Regions from separate parts of the Rattus norvegicus genome. Here region 2 is linked to region 1. A link is a contact called in public Hi-C data. All regions are on one chromosome and are shown on one strand. Each heading gives the region's core, a stretch centred on a gene start, on an enhancer-like site or on the middle of the called end of the contact. The rest is flanking DNA. Distances are from core to core; before and after follow the strand shown. Region 1 holds the start of Lyplal1 (lysophospholipase-like 1). Region 2 holds the start of Tgfb2 (transforming growth factor, beta 2).

What was found. Hi-C and Micro-C count contacts between places; a contact is called where the count stands out from the background.
Region 2: a Hi-C map of the A7r5 cell line shows a contact between it and region 1, with 4 times the contacts expected there. The contact joins the promoter of Tgfb2 here to the promoter of Lyplal1 in region 1. A contact is called at or near these places in 2 of 12 Hi-C or Micro-C datasets (the A7r5 cell line and mammary epithelial cells) and 1 of 1 datasets of contacts at active chromatin or transcription factors (oligodendrocytes).

What each region holds. Positions count from the first base shown.
Region 1 is chr13:100,186,260-100,192,977 of GRCr8, reverse strand. Lyplal1 (lysophospholipase-like 1) reads left to right here and starts at 3,644. Exons shown (of 5, transcript NM_001105986.3): 1 at 3,644-3,773. The coding sequence starts at 3,680. LOC120096370 (U7 small nuclear RNA) reads right to left here and starts at 2,566; the gene lies at 2,505-2,566.
Region 2 is chr13:100,791,333-100,798,559 of GRCr8, reverse strand. Tgfb2 (transforming growth factor, beta 2) reads left to right here and starts at 5,875. Exons shown (of 8, transcript NM_031131.2): 1 at 5,875-6,528. The coding sequence starts at 6,183.

The DNA.
Region 1 (6,718 bases), core at 2,395-4,894:
CTCCACATGTGTACACACCAACAATGTTATTCACATAATGCGCTCAGTGATAACAAGTAAAATTAATGACTAATTAATTAAAAACCCCAACCCACAGAAAAGACAAAGTCAGGCTCATAAATGAGTAAAGGTGTGATTGACTGAATTTCATGTAACTGCCACCATCTAAAACATCAGATGCTGCACTCCAAGGGCCGGACCTTCCCATGCTCTGTAAAGATAACATGTTCACCTTAAAGAATTCCTAAACACAGCATAGGAAATTAAACCCTGACCTTGTGTCTCCCACCACCACCAGGGGGTTGCTCCTGGATCTCAGAGATCTGCCTGCTGTGTCTCCCCAGTGGGGGGACTAAGGTGAGTGCCACAATGCCCAGCTCCTTTTCTTTGCTTTAGTTGTGTGCTCTATGCTGGCTGTTTGGGTCTTGCTGCTGTTATCATACGGGGTATGAACAGATTGGCTAAAAGTGTATCAGCAGCAACAAAGAGACAAGAAGATGTGGGAAGAGGGAAAGAATGTAGCAGCGAAAACCCTCCAGAGATTTTCCCATCACCAATGCAACAGAGCAAAAGATCTGTGGTGAAAGAAGCAGTCAGACAGCCTGAAACCTAATTACGTCTCAAAGTCTGACAGGACCTGAAAGATACACAGCCCCAACAGTGTGCCTACCAGATGGCATCTCTAAATACAGGAATAGAAACCCTTCTGTTTGTTCTGTAGCTATAGATGAAAGGGACAGCAACCATAGCTCGCCATTCAAATCGAGGAAAGACGAAAGAGAGCAGTGATTAGGTTCAGAAGAATCTGGCTCCGTCTAACAGTGACTGGGACTCCAGGAAGGGTCAAGTTGCAGGCAAGGAGCCAACCCTTAGCCTGCAGGTAGGAATCCAGTCCCTATTACCTACCTGTTGTGACTGATAGTCATTCACTTGGAGAAAGAGCAGCAACTAGCACCAAGACATCCGAGGAGAACTAAAGAAATGCTTAAAAAAAAATAATGATGGCTTGTGTTCTCCTTTGCTCCCTGTGGCTGTGAGGACGCACTCTGACCAAAAGCAAGTCTGAAGCAAGGACTTCACTTCAAGGTCATAGTTCATCCTCAAGGAAGCCAGGGGCAGGGATGCAAGCTGGAATGGAAGCAGAAACCAGGAGGGTATGCTGTGTCCTGGTTGGCTTCTGGGATCATGTGTGGCCAACTTCCTTACATAGCCCAGCATCACCTTCCCAGGAAACAGTGGCACACAGTGTCCTGGGTCCTCTGATGTCAATTAGCAATGAAGAAAATCTCCCACCGGCATGCTGACAGGCCAAAGATATTTAAGCAATTCCTCAATTGAGTTTCCTTCTTTCCAGGTGACTCACTACATTGTTTCAAATTGACCATTAAAACTAAGGAAGACAATTAGGGTATTTTTTGGCTTACTTCTGTGGGCCAGTGGGAGAGTGTGGGTAAGGATTAAGAACCAGGGTCCTGGTGGAGCACACATGTTAGCCCAGGGTCTAACAACGACTCTGGATTATCTTGGGACAAGTTCCTTATCCAGTGAGCTACGTTGTCATGCGTCAGTAGCCACAGTTCAGTTGTGGGAATTTACCTATGTCATGGTTCAGCACCTCGTAAGGACTAGGTACACAGGCCTACTTAGTAACAGGAAGAAGGAGGAGGAGGAGGAGGAGGAGGAGGAGGAGGAGGAGGAGGAGGAGAAGAAGAAGAAGAAGAAGAAGAAGAAGAAGAAGAAGAAGAAGAAGAAGAAGAAGAAGAAGAAGAAGAAGAAGAAGAAGAAGAAGAAGACGACGACGATGATGGCGGCTACCAAACTGTTCTGTTCTTAGTTGACTATTTGTCTGTTACAAGGTAGGTCACAGAAAGGCTCTGCAGGAGTGAATGGAGTGTGAGGTGTACCAGACTGCTCTTCTTGCCTGCCTGCTGAGTGCTCTCTGGAACTGTTGAAAGGAGTGCAGGCCTAGAGACAGCAGTTCTCTTCCACCCAGCTCTCAGAGCAGAGCTGGCCCTGTTCTGAACTCAAAAGACTTCACTCTCTTACTCCCAGTAGCAGATCTGTGGTATAAAGAGAACCGACTCAGGTTCTTTCTAATTAGCTGATTAATAGCAATAATGGCATATAGGGCATCCCCACAACAGCACTGGTGGGGTACAGTACAGAATCGTGAGAGCATCAAGTGTATCCTAGCAACTGGGGATTGCTAGTAAGCAGGCTCGTTACTCAGGAGCAGGCAAATACCTTAAAAAGTAAGATGTAATTTATAATTGCTTAAAGATGCTAGATAGTACTATGTAGTTTAGTCCGATAAACTCTCTCCGGGGTTGCTTTGTCCAATTTTGCATGGAAAAAAAAAGAGAACTACTCGCTGGGGCTGCAGTCCTATTATTAAATTTTGTTTTTAATGTTTATGCAAGAGATAATTTCATTCTTTTGCCTATAATTAGACTTTTAGTGAAAAGTTACAATAAAATTGACGGTCATAGCCATTTTGGGGGTGGGGGGGGTTTCCGACCAAAGTCAGAAAACCTGCTAGACAAATTCTAAAAGAGCTGTAACACTTGGTCGTAGCCATTTTTAAAGGTAAAGTTTTGTGGCATTAAATAACTCAACAATTCAGGTAACTATCACCACTGTCCATTTCCTGAAAGATGTCAATACCTTAAACAGAAGCTTTGCAAACCCCTCCACCCCCCACGCCACTGTGGTCAACCCGGGCAAGGAAAGCCTTCATTTACTGCCTGTCTTTCATAAATTTGCCCACTCTAATAAGACAAATGGACAGAGTCAGTTAATTTCTCCTTTTCTATCTAGCTCCTTTAACCAACAGTATTTTCAAAGCCAGACTATTTTGTACACAAATTGGAATTCTGTCCTTTTTAGCAGTGGCCAACCAGTACTTACTGGTACACATACCATGTATCCTGTCCACCCTTATGTAGATGGGCACGGAGGTTACTTTATCCTTTGCGGACTGTGAATACCAGGGCGGACAGTGATGTAGGAGCCTCTCTCTAGGTGCCTGATTTGATCTCTTTAGGGAGGGGATCATCCAGAAATTGAAGTTGTGGGTCATTTGATCCCATACTTATTTTCACGTTACTTCCTGCTCCCATCAGCCACGCACAACCATCTCCAGCTTGTACTCATTCCCACCAGTCATTACCCACATTATTGCTAACAGCCATGCCAAGGAATGTGAAGTTCTAGCTCATTCAATTAGATCTGTCTGTTAACTATTAGGAAAAAAGAAAAAAGAAAAATAAAGACACACGCACAAAAAAATTATTATATGGCTGGCTCACCCTGTGTGCAAAAAGTTACGAACATCTGGTGCAAGCCCCAAAGTGGATGGTTATATAAAATATGGTTATATCTGTAAAAATTTAAAGGCAGTAATATTCCCCAAACGGGGTGATCCTGAGCTTTAGAACTGCAGTTTAAAACCTGCTGCGAATTCTCGGGGCAGAAGTTTATTCTCAGTTATTACAATGGAGGAACCTGACCTATGGAATGCATCTCACAGCAGAACACAGGGCAGCTCACTCCTGGCCTGATAAAGGGGCAGAACGCCTTCCGAAGCGCATGCGCACACCCATGCCGGCGCAGCTCGCCTGCGTGCGCGGCCCCGTGACGCTAGGGGCGTGGCCGGGCGCCTTGCTCTCGCTCTTCCGCCATGGCTGCATTACCCAGCGCTGTGCACCTTCGGCGTTGTGTGGTGTCCCCAGCCGGGAGACACAGTGCTTCGCTGATCTTCCTGCATGGCTCAGGTGCATTACAGTCTCGTGGTCTCCGCCCCGTTCGCTACAGCTGGGGAAGCACCCTCTTCTCGGTCCCCTAGGTCCCTAGTGCCAGCGCCCGGGGTCGGGAGGAGGCTGCCACTTCTCAGAGGGAGTCCTCTTTCCATGTGCTACCTGCGCGCGGGTGTTCTCTTTCCCTGTGCCACCTCCCCGAGGGTGTTCACTTTCCTTGGTGTCCTTGACCTCTCCACCCACAGCATAGCCTTCCCGGCTGTCCTTACCCCACCCCCAGGTTCAGGTTCAGGCACACCACCTTCTCTAGGCACATGGATACATGGATTAACCACTGTTTTCAGGGTGGACCACCAGTGATCTGACATACACACCCCAACACACACACAGAGTCATAAGCTGTTGTCTGCCTTCCCTGTGTCATAGAAAAGGTTGACTCTCACGGTGAACTTGGATCATATTTACACTGTGTCCTTTATGCTTGGCACCACCAGCGGGGTTTTCCATACGCCTCCCACCTATCCTTGATGGTCCTCCTCCCTGGTTTCCCCTTTTGCCCTCTCATGAAATCTCTGAGGTAAGTATAAAGTCGGCTTCATTTAGGGAGCACCCTTAGAGAAAAAAAAAAAACAAGAATTCCTGTCCTAATCCTTGCATTCACAGTGCTCCTTGGCCAGGGTAAGTTCCCAGGAAAGGGGGAAAAACTTGTTTTTAAAGAAATGAGATCCAGCCGGTGTCCTCAAGGGGCCTACCTAAATTTAAAAACAAAAACAATTCAATTAGTTTGAGTCAGCAGTGGATAGGAAATCACAAGATGATGCAGGAGCTACTGCCAAGTGAATAGTAAGGAAAGGAAAAGATGGACTTGGATATTAGTAAGGTGTTTGCGAATGAAGGGCCTGTCAGAGCTTTTCAGGAACACCGTATTTGAACTGAGGCGCGTGTAGGCTTAAAGGGAATGGCAGACTAGAACACGAGGGGATGGGGGAGTCTTCCCAGCGACACTGTGAGACGTTCTCTTCATTTTGAAAGAACGTGACTAGAAATGTTTACTTGCTGTTTGGTTGTGTGCCTGGATTTAAACCCAAATGTCTGACTCGGAATTAATATTCTGGGTGGGAGGGGGAGGGAAACCCTCAACTAGGATGTATCATTTTAGAAATAGAGTAATAAAAGTTGTGTAGCGGGGAAGACTTGGCTGGTGACTTACACCTTTATAGCTAGCTGGCTACTGATTCAGGACCCGAGAGCGTTCAGTGATGAGCATCCAAAAGTCCCACATTGTAATTCCTTCCCGTAATTAATTTGGTGTCTTTAGAAAGAACTAGAATTTGTTCTTTTTCCCCCTCAGGACCACTTTACTTACTGCTTCCTGACATTTTTATAACCTATAATGCATGTCTGAAATCAAAGTCATCCATTCTGAATTTTATACTTTGTGTGTGTGTGTGTGTGTGTGTGTGTGTCTATAAAACTTGCTTTTGTACATTAGGAAGAAAATTCATCTAAATAATTCTTCCAGATGTTCAGGTATATCACTCTTATATAACTGCATCTCCGCTGATGTATAAAAAAGGATTTTTAGGAGTTGACCTGTTCTGTTAATTTTTATTGTCACCTGGAATCAGGAGTCACCTGAGAAAAGAGAGTCTCAGTTGAGAAGTTGCCCAGTTCAGATTGGCCTGTGGCTATGTCTGTGGTGAATGGTCTTGACTGACTAGGAGGCTCCACCATTGCCTCCCCTAGGCGTATGGTTCTGGGTTGTATAAAACTGATTGAGCATGAGCCACAGGGACAAGCCAGTGTCAGCTGTGCTCTGTGCTTGCTGCCTCTGCTCCTACTTAACTTCCGGCCTCCCTCGGTCCTGGACTCTTACCTAGGAGAGTAACTTAACCCCTTTTCTCTCAAGTTGGTTCGGTTCTGTGCTTCATTACAGCATCAGAGACCTCGCTGGAATAAGGCCTTGGCCCTCTAGATTAGGGGGTAACAATTTTACAGTGGCCTTGAGCCTGTGTCCGGGTTACAGGAATAGGAAGTATTTGGCTTCTAGGTAATCCAAATATAAACAAACTAATTACACAGTTTTACCACGGTTTTGGAATAAGGTTACAAACTTTTTTTTTTTGTCATTTTAATTTTTTTCTTGAGAATTTCCTACTTGTAGAATGCGTACGAGTTTTTAAGAAAGAGAACTTTGTGAGTGGACAGATGAATGTTGTTTTGCACCACGTGTACTTGAACCTTTTTCTACTTCCAAACTGGGGGGGTGGGGGGGACGGTGCCTTTTATGGTGACGGATGTGGATGGTCGTCCCTTTGCTGGCTTCAGCCTCCCACATGCGTCCCTTAGCTCCATTATTTCCTTCATACTTGTGATTTCCTAAATGGATGTCTGCGCCCCACACTGATCCTTAAGGCTGATAAAGGTCGTTCTGTGTGTGTCTTGGTCACTTTCTCTCCTTATATTGTGTTTATGAGAGGGCTCAGTCAGATCTTGCTGAACTTAAACCCCAGGAAGTGGAAGCCTCATCCAGTAACCACTACCTTCTCCACCTCCCTTCACCCATTCTCCTGAGTGATACATAAGGCTCACTTAGATTCTTTCCCTGTCTTCATGCAGATAAGCATACATTAATTCTTACAGTATTTCCTTTCCGGCCTTGAGTAATATAGACTCGTGATATTAGGTTATGTAAGTATGTCTTGCACAGTTAAAAATCCGATTCCTTCACATTTAAATTTGAAGTACAGTGAATGCCTTACCCACCCCCTTGAAGACTTGTTTTCACCGGGAAAATTGTAGATCATGCCGGCTACAGCGGTGTAAGTCACATTGGGATTCTTTTTTAAGGGTAAGATGAGAAACAAAGAGTGTCAAACAACAGCTCAAAGCAATTCCGCTCTCTAAGAAGTTATTATGTCTACTGTCAACAAGGAGAAATGAAACTCAGCATGAGGAGCGCC
Region 2 (7,227 bases), core at 4,626-7,125, 600 kb before region 1:
AAAATACTTATTTACCAGTTTTTCCTCAGCCATACAGACCGCAAGGAGGTTTTCTTCTTTTTTATGCAATTACCGTTGCCCCATGTTTTCTGCTTTATTTTCATGTTTTTAAGTTGCCGAGTTGCTTGGAATATAGGTTGGTGGTTTTGCTAGTAGAATTGTATGTGTTTGGAATTTCATGCCGTCTGAAGTCCCCCCAACCCCAGGCGAATGCTGAGTCCTCTACAGCTTATGCATCTTAAAGATGCTCCTATATGGGCTCTGTGGAGATGACACAGTCAGTAAAGCCCTTGTCTCTCAAGCAAGCAAGAGGACCTAAGTTTGATCCCCCAAACCCACATAGAAAACCAGAAAGAGCCTTTCATGATAGATTAGTTTATAATCTCGGGGTTGAGGATGTGGAGACTGGAGGATCCCTGACCAGTCTAGCTTAGCTAACGTAGTAGTTCAGGGCCAGTCACAGAACCTGTCTCACAAAAGAGTAGATGGAACATAAGGGCTGACACCAGATGATGTCCTCTGACCTCCACACACCAGCACCCCACATGCAAGTGAATATGTGCATGCATGCACACACACACACACACACACACACACACACACACACACACTCACGCACAAACACATCTGTTTGTTCTGTCAGACTCACCGAGAACCATAGCCTTATTCTCTCTGTCATGTGACTTTCCTTTCATTTTAATTTCTCTTTGACCCAAATACTTTGCTCTTCTTCCCCAGTGCCCTGGCCCTGGTGGTTCACCCTGTCCAGTGTCTCTGTGGATCACACGGTTAGTACGTAAGGGAACTGTGGTCTTGGAACTGTCTCCAGGTGGTCTGGCCTGGGAGCGTGGTCTTTGCAGTGATTCGTTCTTTAAGGCTGCCTGGGTGCTGGCCTTCCTTGTTCTTAACCATTCTCCCTCCGACCAGCACAGGTCTCTTAAAGGCCTTCTCTTCATGTCCCCTACCCCATCACTTCATCCTGAGCTCAGTGTGCAGATGTCAAGTAAAATAGGAATAGATAATTGTTATTCAGGGTGGGAGCTGCGTGTGTGTCTATGTATATGAGGGGGTGCTGCATGCACACCTATGTGTGTGTGCTTGTGCATGGGTCAGAGGTTAGTGTCAGATGACTCCTTCCATCACTTCTCCTACCCACCATCTTTTTTTTTTTAAAGCTAGAGTCTCTCAGCCATAAGTGCACTGACCCAGCTTGCTTGCAAGTCCCAGGGAGCCGAGCCCCAGGGAGCTGAGCCCCAGGGAGCCTCCTGTCTCTGTCCCCCCACCCCCCAGGACTGGGGTTACACAAGTTTGCTGCTGTGTCCAGCTTTAATATAGGCGCTGGGGATCAAACTAAGGTCCTTGCACTTGCAAGGCAAGGACTTTACTGACGGAGCCTTGTCTGTGGTTCTTTTTACTATTGTATTATTCTACTGAGAACTCGTTAGTCCATGGTTAAAGTTGTTTTTTGAAATACACACAGGTCATTAGGAAAAAAGAGAACTGATGTGGACCCGGAGTTGTTTTCGATTATGGACTCAAAGATGAAATCACAGAGCCAGAACGGTAGAGTGGCTTTGAGGGTAAAGGCACGGTGACCTTAGTTCCAGTCCCAGGAGCCATATGGTAGAAGGAGTGTTGTCCTTTGACCTCCGCAGGTGTGCCTCGGCACGCGTGCTCACATAAATAACAACTGTACAGACATAAGTTACCAGGAGGAGTGGGAAAGAATTATCTTTGCACTCAGCCCCAAGGATTGAAAAAATTTGCGGCTCCGTATCCACCCCCCACTTCCTGTTTTTTGTTTTGTTTTTAATGCTAGAAAGCACTGAGAAAGCTTTCCAGATTGTCACAGATAAGTTATTCTTTGGCGAGAGGAAGGAGATCCCAGGCCAGACCATTACCGTGACACAAGGATAAACTCCAGGTGAGCAGTGAACAGCCTTGTTTTGTGGGCGCTCCCCACGCTGAAGTGAATAACAGACCCGTTAATGAGTAGTCAGAGTTGCTGGTCAAAACAGCTGCTTCTTCAGCCTCAGCCTCTCTGGCCTAGAAAGCAAACGGTTCACTTTAAGGTGCTTAGAGGCCTTAATGTTTAATGCTTAACCGAACTTTGATAGCAGGACTTTGTATTGTCTTTCATCAAAAGTGTGTTTCTTAGCTATTTTTTCTAAAGATTTATTTATTTGTTTATTCATTTATAAGTACAGTGTTGCTGTCTTCAGACACACCAGAAGAGGGCATCAGATCCCATATAGATGGTTGTGAGCCACCATGTGGTTGCTGGGATTTGAGCTCAGGACCTCTGGAAGAGCAGTCAGTGCTCTTAACCACTGAGCCATCTCTCCAGCCCATTTCTTAATTATTTATTGTACAGTTACGGAGGGGCAGATGCAGATGACGTCTTCCCTGTGTACTTCCTGGATGAGGAATGGAGAACAGACATAGGCATGCTTAGCAATGGCCCCTGACTGCAATGGAGAGAGGCTAGGGGAGGGCAGCTAATAGTTAAGGAGCAGACGCCAGGCTCTGACTTTGTTATAAACACTTTCTGTGCCTTGTATGAAGACCCCTCCCTATAGTCCTCCGCATATGTCCCCGTTCTCACAGGTGATGACATGAACTTCCTTAGGTTTATAAAGCCACAATGCAGGACTTTGAACTCACAGAGTGGTCCCCCTGACCACTGGGGTAGTCAGGATGGTGTGTGTAATGTGCTTTCTCACCTTATTGCTGGTGGATCTCTGAGCACATGGTCCTTAAATGTGGTGCTTTTGTCTCCTGAATATGGGGATGCAAAGGCCTTAGGATTGCTGCACTGCTCTCCTATGAGATGAGAGGAGGCTCCTCTCCTGCTGAATTCAGTCGCTGTGCTTGGCGACAGAAAAGATGTGTCTCTCACCTCCTGGGATTTGGGGAGACTAAAGGAGCCTTTTAGGAAGAGGTCTGGCCTCAGGTCCAAAGGGTAGAGAGCTAAAAGTGCTCAGCCACTGTCTGCTCAGCCACTGTCACACAGAGGAGTGGGGTACTGATCCTGAGGGGTACTTGGCTGCATGGATGGAGTACATGTTCTCCCAGATGAAGTTCAAGGGGCTTGCTGCTGCTCTGCCCACCCATGTCCTCAACCGAATCAGCTCATCCAAAGATGTACCTATGGCTGCTCCCCAGACTAGGCTTGGCCCCATTGAAAAGCTCACTGGCTGCAGAGGACACCCTACCTATGTGCACAACAGATTTTCCTGACAGCATCCCCACAAACCACTGTATTCCAATGTGACATTGGTCCTCCGCAGCTCTAGCTCCTGGCTCCCACTCTGTGTCCTCTCTGTACAGCTGGATCAAAATGGGACTCACAGGACGACTCCAGCTGATGGGACCATCAGCCGCACAGTAGCTCTCGATCAGTTCTGTTTCAGATTACAGAATCCTAGGCGGTGGTCTAACCCAGAGACCTGTTTCCATCTGGAGCTGACCTTGAAGGAAGGAAGAAGTCTGCTAGTAAGGGAGGTTTTTATATGCTTTTCAGAATCATTTAGTTGCACGTTAGAACAATTCATTAATTCCAGGGTTTTACAGGGTCAGTGGAGAAGAGGGATTTTGTGCTCAAGGTGGGTGGGGAGGTGATTAAAGAGAGAGTCTTCTGCAGGATTCTTAGAACATAGAACATAAAACTCTGTAAGAGGGCAGTAGGCTATTCTGCATCTCCAACACTTAACTGAACCTCAGATCCTGTTTGTCAGATGTTCTGAGCCTCATATACTTCTTAGAAGTGTATGGTGGGAGAGAACCCAGGAGGTAGGCCTTCTCTGCAAAATCCAGGCCCACCACTTCCTGTTTTTTACAATAACAGACCTCCCTTCCTACAGCCTGTCTCCTTGTCTGTAAAATACAAATGACAATGTTCACTGCTGTGTATGACGCTTGCCAGCGATATCATTACAGCTCCTTCTATTAATAATATAGCCCCTCTACATGTACGGTATGAACCCCTGAAGGTTTGACCCTTTTGAACTAGGAAATGATACAGAGATCTTGACCTTGGGAGGCAGGAGAGGGATACTCAACAGTTTCCAGCTTTAATTACCTGTCTAGTCAGCGTGTGGCTGGCCACAGAGCCATCACTAAGAGTGAATTGTTGACTTTGACTAACTAAACGTGAAAGGGAAAAAGACCAGTTGCAAGAACGATTCCAGTATCCATCCAGTTTGGGCAGGTTGGTGTAGAAAATGTCAAGCCGTGAATATTTTGTGACAGGAGACAGCAAACACTTAAAACCCAGGTGTCTTAGATGTAGCTGTGACAGGTGGAAGATGGTGGATCATCCCTGGCCAGGAAGGCTGAGGAGAAAGCCACATAAACAGGGCTCACATAAAGAAGGCAACAGCTCTTTTATTCAGAACATGCTTTGGGTGAAAGGGGTGACTCCTTGTTATCTGCTAGTTCACAGCTAAACAGAGGGCTGGATTGTAAACAGACTAATAAAAAACAACCTGTTGTGGAATCCCTGAGAACTCAAAATTTAGGTCAGGAATCTCAGATTGGAAAGGCATGTCTTTATGGCTAGGCTGGAATGGCCTTGAGTGTTCTGGGGTTGAGGGGGGGGGAGGCAGAGACAGACACACAGACAGAGACAGAGACACAGAGAGACTGCACATGCGTGCGCACGTGCTCAATACAGGAGGGACTCAGTCTGGGAAGCTGCGAATGAATGATCCCCACTGTGTAGAAATGGGATGCTTTTAGCTGCTTGCCCCTCCACAGACAGTCCCTTGGTGATCACAGCGACTACTGCAAATTCCTCATGCCAGTAGCCCTCCCCTTCGGGCCATCCCTTTTCCACACCCCCTCAATTGTCGAGAGCTCGTGGTCTTAGTAACGGAGAACTTCTGACTGTAACCCTAGCGCGTCACTTTGTTGAAGGCAAACACGTGGTTTGGGGAGCACTTATAAATCTCTGCTCTGGGCAGGACCGTGATGTTATCTGCTGGCAGCCAAAGGTTTGCTTGGAGCGGAGCTGCTGAAGCAGCGGGCGGGAGAGCAAGTGGGAGAGGAAGAGAGAAAAGCCTCAGAGAGCTGAGCTCCAGGGCAGGCGCCAGGGATGGAGAGAAGTATTAGGGTTTAAGGAGACGTTCTGGTGCAGCCCAGCTGCAGAGAGAAGGTATCAGCAGAGGTGTATTTTAGGGTCGCAAGTACCTACTTACCCTAAGCGAGAAAGTGCAAGCTTGGAGGAAAAGCTAGAGAAGGGTGTGAGTCCGGGGACTGCTTGCAGCTAACGCGCCCAGGAGGCGGTGTTGTTCCACTGGGGGTTAAGGAGGTGGCTGATCTCTGTCGCCCTTGGCTGCCTGAAGCAAGAAAAGGAGGATCTGCTGGACCGAGCTGGAGGCTGGCCCTCTTTGCAGGCGGCAGCGGCGGCTGCAACGTGGAGCGACCCAGCCGGGTGTAGGCCACAGCACGGCCCGCAGGAGCGGGGGTCGTGGCTGCCTGCTCAGGCCTTGGCGGATCTCCCGGGCGGACAGTGCCCCACCGAGTCTCCGAGAGTGAGCCGCTCCGGGGCGCATCTGCCTCCCCGCGGCTCGCCAGGCTCGCCCTCGGCGCGCGCACACGCACGCGCGCACACGCGCACACATCCACACGCACACTCATCCACACACGTGTGGAAGGCAGGGCCCAGCCGCTCGGTCTTTGAACATCTCAGTTAGAGCCCGGCGCAGTCCCGGCCGCCGCTCAGCGCTCCCCGCGGCCCTGCGTGCCTCCTGCCAGCCCCCGGACCTTCTCGTCTCTTCCCTTTTGGCCGGAGGATCGGAGTTCAGATCAGCCACTCCGCACCCGAGCCTGACACACTGAACTCCATTTCTTCCTCTTAAGTTTATTTCTACTTCAGAGCCACTCACCCTCTCCCTTCCAGGAGAAAAAACAAACCTTTCTTACTCCTTAAAGTGAGAGATCCCCCTCCTGCCTCCCTAGCATCGCATATTAATATCTCCACGTTGGGAACGCGTTGCATTTTCTTTTTTAAAGGAATCCTAGCCAGGGACGTTTTTCTATTGGGCATTGACTTTCAACTGCTTTGCAAAAGTTTCGTATTAAAAACAACTCTACCTGACCCGCTCTGAGAATTACTAGTTTCTTTTTATATTTTTTTCTTACTTTAAACAACAACAACAACGTTTCCTCCTTTTAAAAACATGCACTACTGTGTGCTGAGAACCTTTTTGCTCCTGCATCTGGTCCCGGTGGCGCTCAGTCTGTCTACCTGCAGCACCCTCGACATGGACCAGTTTATGCGCAAGAGGATCGAGGCCATCCGCGGGCAGATCCTGAGCAAGCTGAAGCTCACCAGCCCCCCGGAAGACTATCCGGAGCCGGATGAGGTCCCCCCGGAGGTGATTTCCATCTACAACAGTACCAGGGACTTACTGCAGGAGAAGGCAAGCCGGAGGGCAGCCGCCTGCGAGCGCGAGCGAAGCGACGAGGAGTACTACGCCAAGGAGGTTTATAAAATCGACATGCCGTCCCACTTCCCCTCCGAAAGTAAGTACAGTTTCCGTGGTTTTCGCCTTTTCCGTACCCGAGTCTAAGGTTGGCCCGGAGTTCCTCAGATCCACAGCAGCCTTTAGGCGTTCGCCCTTTCCTCTCCAAGTCCCCAGGTCCCGATCGCTTCGTTTCCGTTCTGTCCTTCGTCCCTTCCACTGCCTTTCCAGTCGTGGGATGGATATCCACAAGCTCGCAAACTTCCAACTGATATTTTATTTATTTCTCCATGACTCCCTTCCCACAAAACGCCCCAGACCTTTTATAAGACGTTTGGATTTCTCCTCTTCCCTGGTCTACCAACTAGCGAATCAGCTCCCTTCTGTCAAAAGGAAAGCGCTTCCCGGGATGACTTTAGGCTAGGAGACCACGGTGGACTTTGTTTTCTTTGCCCGGTTGGCCTGCAGTGGGGGTGGGGGTGTCCCCCAACTGGTACACAAAGAGTTAAAAATAGTGCTTCCAAACTAGCCTTCCCAAAGGTGCCCCCCTTCCCCGCTGACCTATCTGGGGACTCCCCAAGCCTTTGCTATTGTCTCTCACTCCTCTAAGAATGTCACCATCACCAATACCGAACTGGATTGCAGGCGCGCGGGGTGGGGGTGGGGGTCACTCAAAACTCCTTAAATCCTCCCGGGTCATTTATTGCTCTCTCTAGGTGTTTTTACACCCAGTCCTCTTGCAAAACCGCGTTGCCAAGTC